2 separate regions of the Arabidopsis thaliana genome follow, and region 2 is linked to region 1. A link is a contact called in public capture Hi-C data. All regions are on one chromosome and are shown on one strand. Each heading gives the region's core, a stretch centred on a gene start, on an enhancer-like site or on the middle of the called end of the contact. The rest is flanking DNA. Distances are from core to core; before and after follow the strand shown. Region 1 holds the start of AT5G41180 (leucine-rich repeat transmembrane protein kinase family protein). Region 2 holds the start of BEL1 (POX (plant homeobox) family protein).

Region 1 (2,916 bases), core at 218-2,717:
TCTTTTATTTTAATATTTGTCTTTTATCCAAAATATGAATTTGTAATTCTCTGTTAGGAAATTGATTTGCAGTCATATAATTTACATGAATTTTTTAATTATATGTTACGAAATATACATTTTTTCTGTATGTGTTGCACACAATTTTTTTAAAAATATATGAATACTTTAATTTTGTTGATATATAAGCGATGTTATGAATCACCAGGAATAAATATAATTGGATACAACATTTAGACATATTGTAATAATTCATTTAGAAACAAAATCGAATCCCAGACTGACTGTAAGAAAATAAACATTTGATCAACTATTAAACTAAATGATTTTCATAATCATTACATAGATTTAAAACAGTAAAGAGTTACAAATATTTGGTGATAAATTGGTAACAAATAGTCTATTCATTTGTGTTAATGTTATTGTTGTAACATAATTAAAACCGCATATTACATGTTATTAAAAATAACAAATATACTTTTAATAGATAGTGATATTTAAAAATAAGAAAGAAATCTAGAGTAGTTACAGTAGGGCCTTTTTTATATATTCTAATCCTAATTTACTTTTTTTTTTGTCAAACAATCCTAATTTACTTTATTAAACTAAATGATAAAGTTTAAGAAAAGGTGCAAAAATAATAATTAAAATATTAAAAATAAAATAAAGAAGAAAATATAATTCTTGTGATTTGTGTTAACCTTTCTTTTATTTGTTTGCCAACAATGATTGTAAATTCTAATTAATAAAAAGGAGGCTATGAGGAATATAACCACTTTTGAAAATCTGTTTTTTTCCTCTATAATGAATGATGAGTTAGACTTTTATTAAACAAAGTTGAAATCGCCGACAAAAAACAAACAAAACGTTAAATCTTTCATCAGTTGAGTTAATGTGATATGGAAATTTTTCAAATAGTTTAATGGTCTAAAATGATATTTTAATTATTATATATATCGTCTATAATTCATAATATAGACATAAATCAAATTGAAATCTACATTACGACATAGCTACAACACTAACATTTTTTTATCCAACACTTAAAATTTATTGGAAACGTATATATTTTGTTTTTATTTAATGTAATAATATTTTGTCTTCTTTCACATTTTAAGCAGGTTATATATTGACTATAAATGTTTCACAGATAGATGCATGTTGATACATTTTTCCTTGTATACAAAATACACATTACAGTTAAATAAATTTATTTATTTCTGGCTTACAATTAGAGATATTACTGTGAAGTGTGAACATGCATTAGATGGGAAAGAAATATAAAACAATTTCATTACATAAAATTGGGATCTATTACTAATTAAATGTGGAATAATCTTAATTTTAGTCAAAGTTATAGGGACACATATTTAAATAAAAGTGATATCTTTCTTTTCTAAAAGACAAAATTGAAAAGCAAAATGTCTTCTTCTCCGTTTAGAATAGAACAACAACAAAAAAAAAACTGTCTTTGAATCCAAGTCTCTCTCTTTTGTCACCATCTCTGTTACTTACTAAGAAACTTCTTTTTCTTTAATGGTTTTTTTGCTAAATACCCGTAATATTATTAATTAAAGCATTTTCCTTTTTCTGCTAAATCTTGCTTTGCTCTTTAAGCTCTTGTCATTGTTGTTAATTGTCTCCTGGAGGCTGGAGGCTGGAGATTATTTGGTCTTTTGTGATGACTATAATGTGAGAAATTCTGGGTTTTGCTAGAATTTGAAGAAATCTTTGAGCAAGGAGGAAAAAAGAATGAGACTTTACTTATCTTCAACGATGCAGCTTTCTCTTATGAGTCTTGTTCTAGGGTTCCTCTTTGTTTCCTGTGACGCGTTTGCCTCTAAAGAAGGTATTTTGATTTCTCCATTTTCTCCAATTTTTGGATGCTGAGAAAGTTTAGTCTTTTTAGCCTCTGTCTGTTAACACTTGCTCATTGAGTTGATCTAGAAAGTTAGAAACTTTAGTTTTGTTACTGATCATTTAGAAGTATTTGATGTTTTGCTGTTTTGTATTCAGTTGAAGCAGTTAGAAGATTCAAGGAAGCCATTTATAAGGACCCATTGCTAGTTATGTCTAATTGGAATGTCCCCAATTTGAGTCCTTGTGATTGGAATGGCATTAAATGTTCTCCATCTAAGGATCACATTATCAAGATGTAGGAAACTTTGATCTCTTTCTATCAGTAAAATCAGTTATGTTTAGTATGATGATGATTTGGTATCTGTTTCATGCTGTGAAACTTGCAGAAATATATCGGGGACATCGATGAGAGGGTTTCTTGTGCCAGAACTTGGTCAAATAACCTACTTGCAAGAACTGTATGGTTTTGATTCATATTGACAATACCTGAAGATATAAGTTTGATGATTGGTACTGTTTGTAAATGTTTAGATGACTTTGTTTTTTCTGTGTTGAATGCTTCTTTAGGATCCTGCGTGGGAACATTCTAATGGGGACAATACCAAAGGAGATAGGAAAGTTAAAGAAACTCAAGATCTTAGACCTGGGAAACAATCATTTGACAGGACCGATTCCAGCAGAGATCGGGAAATTGTCAAGGATTAAGACAATGTAAGAAAATCTTTAAGAGAATGTCATCTATCCGATAATGTGCTGAGATAACCATTTTGTGTCTCTTTAACACCACAGAAACCTTCAGTCCAATGGTTTAATAGGAAAGTTACCTCCAGAGATTGGAAACTTGAAGCACCTTAAAGAACTTCTTATTGGCAGGAATAGGCTTCGAGGAAGTATTCCTATTGCCGCGAAAACATCAAAAAAGTGAGTTTAGCTAATAGTCCAAGGTAGCATAAGATGGAAACTTAATGTTTATGATTGAAATGTTAATGTATCTTCTTTTTGTGTTGGTCAGGTATGCTTCAAATCCAAGTGCAAACATCAGTGGTTTGTGCAAGT
Region 2 (2,916 bases), core at 167-2,666, 96 kb after region 1:
ACAGTAGAGAAGTGACACTGAGACATATCTGAGAAAAGCCTGAACTCAACTCCTACTTCTGGTTTGATTTCTTGGGATTCGTTCTCTTTCATTTACTTACCTCTCCATCTATACACCAACATATATATATATATATTGGTATGTTAATTCTCCAAAAAAAAAAAAAACTATTTTAGGAGCAAAACTTTTTCACAGTTATTCATTTTTTAAGTTAACTTAACTTCTCTTCTTTGTTTGAAAATTCATTTATCATCAAATAATTCTGTTATAAATTAGACCTGATAATAATTCTTTAACAAAGAAAATATATTTTAGGAGCAAAATAGGCAGAGCCGCAGAGGCATACATGTATTATATATAACGATTATTTATGTATAGAAAGGGACACCTTTTGTACAAAATACTAGTTAAATTTGTACATTCACGTGACTGGTTGGCTAAATTTAGAATATTATTATTTTCAATTAAAAATCATCGTCAATGTTCAAATATTGCTTGAGATACGCTATGCTTCATAAAAATGTTTAAAAAGTAGTTCCAAAAAATATTTTCACCAAAAAAAAAAGTAGTTCCAAAAATATTCATTTAATAACAAAATTTGCCTACATAAGCTTAGCAAACGACACTAACACCAAAATTGATATCATTTTCTTAGATAACATATTGTATACATATCTACATACATACTAAATACATATACACGTAGATTACACGTATGGATTCAGCAATAAAAATCAAAATACTAAATACATATATACATATATATATATATATATGAACATTTAAATACTAAATTATGTTTAATAAATAATTAAATCAACGTAGAGATATGTCATATGAAGATGGCTTGTATAATTAGTTTGTGTACCGGGCAAAGGATCTCTAATTTTTGTTTTCTTTAGTTCAGTTTAATTATTTGTTATCTATCCAATCAATTTTTTTTCTAAACTGTTTGGACCAATGTACGTACGTACCATCCTTTTTGATTTTTTTTGTAAACTAAATTTTCGAATTAGCAGGTTCTTAATAATTGAACGAAGAAAATAAAGAATAGAGGTAGACACCTGTAGTATTTTCTTGGTCAGACCAATAATTTATAATTCAACGTCAAAGAAGAAGAAAAATATAAACCATTATTTCATTATGACTTACGTATACCAAAATACACAAATTAAATGTATAATTGTGAGGCATTTTATATGCGGGAAAAAATAAAATAAAAAGAATATTAATATTTCTTTTGAAAATTGTAAAGCATTTTGACCCACTTGTGATATATATATATATATAGATATATATAGAGAGAGAGATTAAAACATTGATGGCTAGCTATAGAGTCTATGGCAGGGTCATGATCACCTGTCTTCTGATCTCTGAAGAGATACCAATCTGATTTTTTCTCTTCCTAGGTTTAATTTTATTTTACCATTTTATAATTCTTTATTTTTGCCTGTAGTACAATTTACAGACCCATACTAAAAGAAAAATTAAATTTTGTCAAAGTACAAAACAAAGAGAGAGGTGAAGCCACACAATCTCTTTTCTTCTCTCTCTCTCTGTTATATCTCTTCTGTTTAATTCTTTTATTCTTCTTCGTCTATCTTCTCCTATAATCTCTTCTCTCTCCCTCTTCACCTAAAGAATAAGAAGAAAAATAATTCACATCTTTATGCAAACTACTTTCTTGTAGGGTTTTAGGAGCTATCTCTATTGTCTTGGTTCTGATACAAAGTTTTGTAATTTTCATGGTATGAGAAGATTTGCCTTTCTATTTTGTTTATTGGTTCTTTTTAACTTTTTCTTGGAGATGGGTTCTTGTAGATCTTAATGAAACTTCTGTTTTTGTCCCAAAAAGAGTTTTCTTTTTTCTTCTCTTCTTTTTGGGTTTTCAATTCTTGAGAGACATGGCAAGAGATCAGTTCTATGGTCACAATAACCATCATCATCAAGAGCAACAACATCAAATGATTAATCAGATCCAAGGGTTTGATGAGACAAACCAAAACCCAACCGATCATCATCATTACAATCATCAGATCTTTGGCTCAAACTCCAACATGGGTATGATGATAGACTTCTCTAAGCAACAACAGATTAGGATGACAAGTGGTTCGGATCATCATCATCATCATCATCAGACAAGTGGTGGTACTGATCAGAATCAGCTTCTGGAAGATTCTTCATCTGCCATGAGACTATGCAATGTTAATAATGATTTCCCAAGTGAAGTAAATGATGAGAGACCACCACAAAGACCAAGCCAAGGTCTTTCCCTTTCTCTCTCCTCTTCAAATCCTACAAGCATCAGTCTCCAATCTTTCGAACTCAGACCCCAACAACAACAACAACAAGGGTATTCCGGTAATAAATCAACACAACATCAGAATCTCCAACACACGCAGATGATGATGATGATGATGAATAGTCACCACCAAAACAACAACAATAACAATCATCAGCATCATAATCATCATCAGTTTCAGATTGGGAGTTCCAAGTATTTGAGTCCAGCTCAAGAGCTACTGAGTGAGTTTTGCAGTCTTGGAGTAAAGGAAAGCGATGAAGAAGTGATGATGATGAAGCATAAGAAGAAGCAAAAGGGTAAACAACAAGAAGAGTGGGACACAAGTCACCACAGCAACAATGATCAACATGACCAATCTGCGACTACTTCTTCAAAGAAACATGTTCCACCACTTCACTCTCTTGAGTTCATGGAACTTCAGAAAAGAAAAGCCAAGTTGCTCTCCATGCTCGAAGAGGTATATATATTTTCAAGAAATTATTTCATTACTACTATCAAAACTTACATGAGTTTCTTAGAAAATCTAATCCTTTTTTATTTGGTTTCAACTTATTCCTAAAAATGTAAAATACCCACAAGTCTTTTACAAATCTTTTTTTTTTTCCTTTCAT

What was found. Capture Hi-C pulls out chosen DNA fragments and counts their contacts.
Region 2: a capture Hi-C map of seedling shows a contact between it and region 1, with 1.7 times the contacts expected there. The contact joins the promoter of BEL1 here to the promoter of AT5G41180 in region 1. A contact is called at or near these places in 1 of 26 Hi-C or Micro-C datasets (rosette leaf) and 1 of 3 other capture datasets (seedling).

Annotation. Positions count from the first base shown.
Region 1 is chr5:16,482,293-16,485,208 of TAIR10.1, forward strand. AT5G41180 (leucine-rich repeat transmembrane protein kinase family protein) reads left to right here and starts at 1,468. Exons shown (of 13, transcript NM_123483.3): 1 at 1,468-1,849; 2 at 2,017-2,155; 3 at 2,247-2,318; 4 at 2,428-2,571; 5 at 2,650-2,781; 6 at 2,873-2,916. The coding sequence starts at 1,753.
Region 2 is chr5:16,578,520-16,581,435 of TAIR10.1, forward strand. BEL1 (POX (plant homeobox) family protein) reads left to right here and starts at 1,417. Exons shown (of 4, transcript NM_123506.3): 1 at 1,417-2,762. The coding sequence starts at 1,905.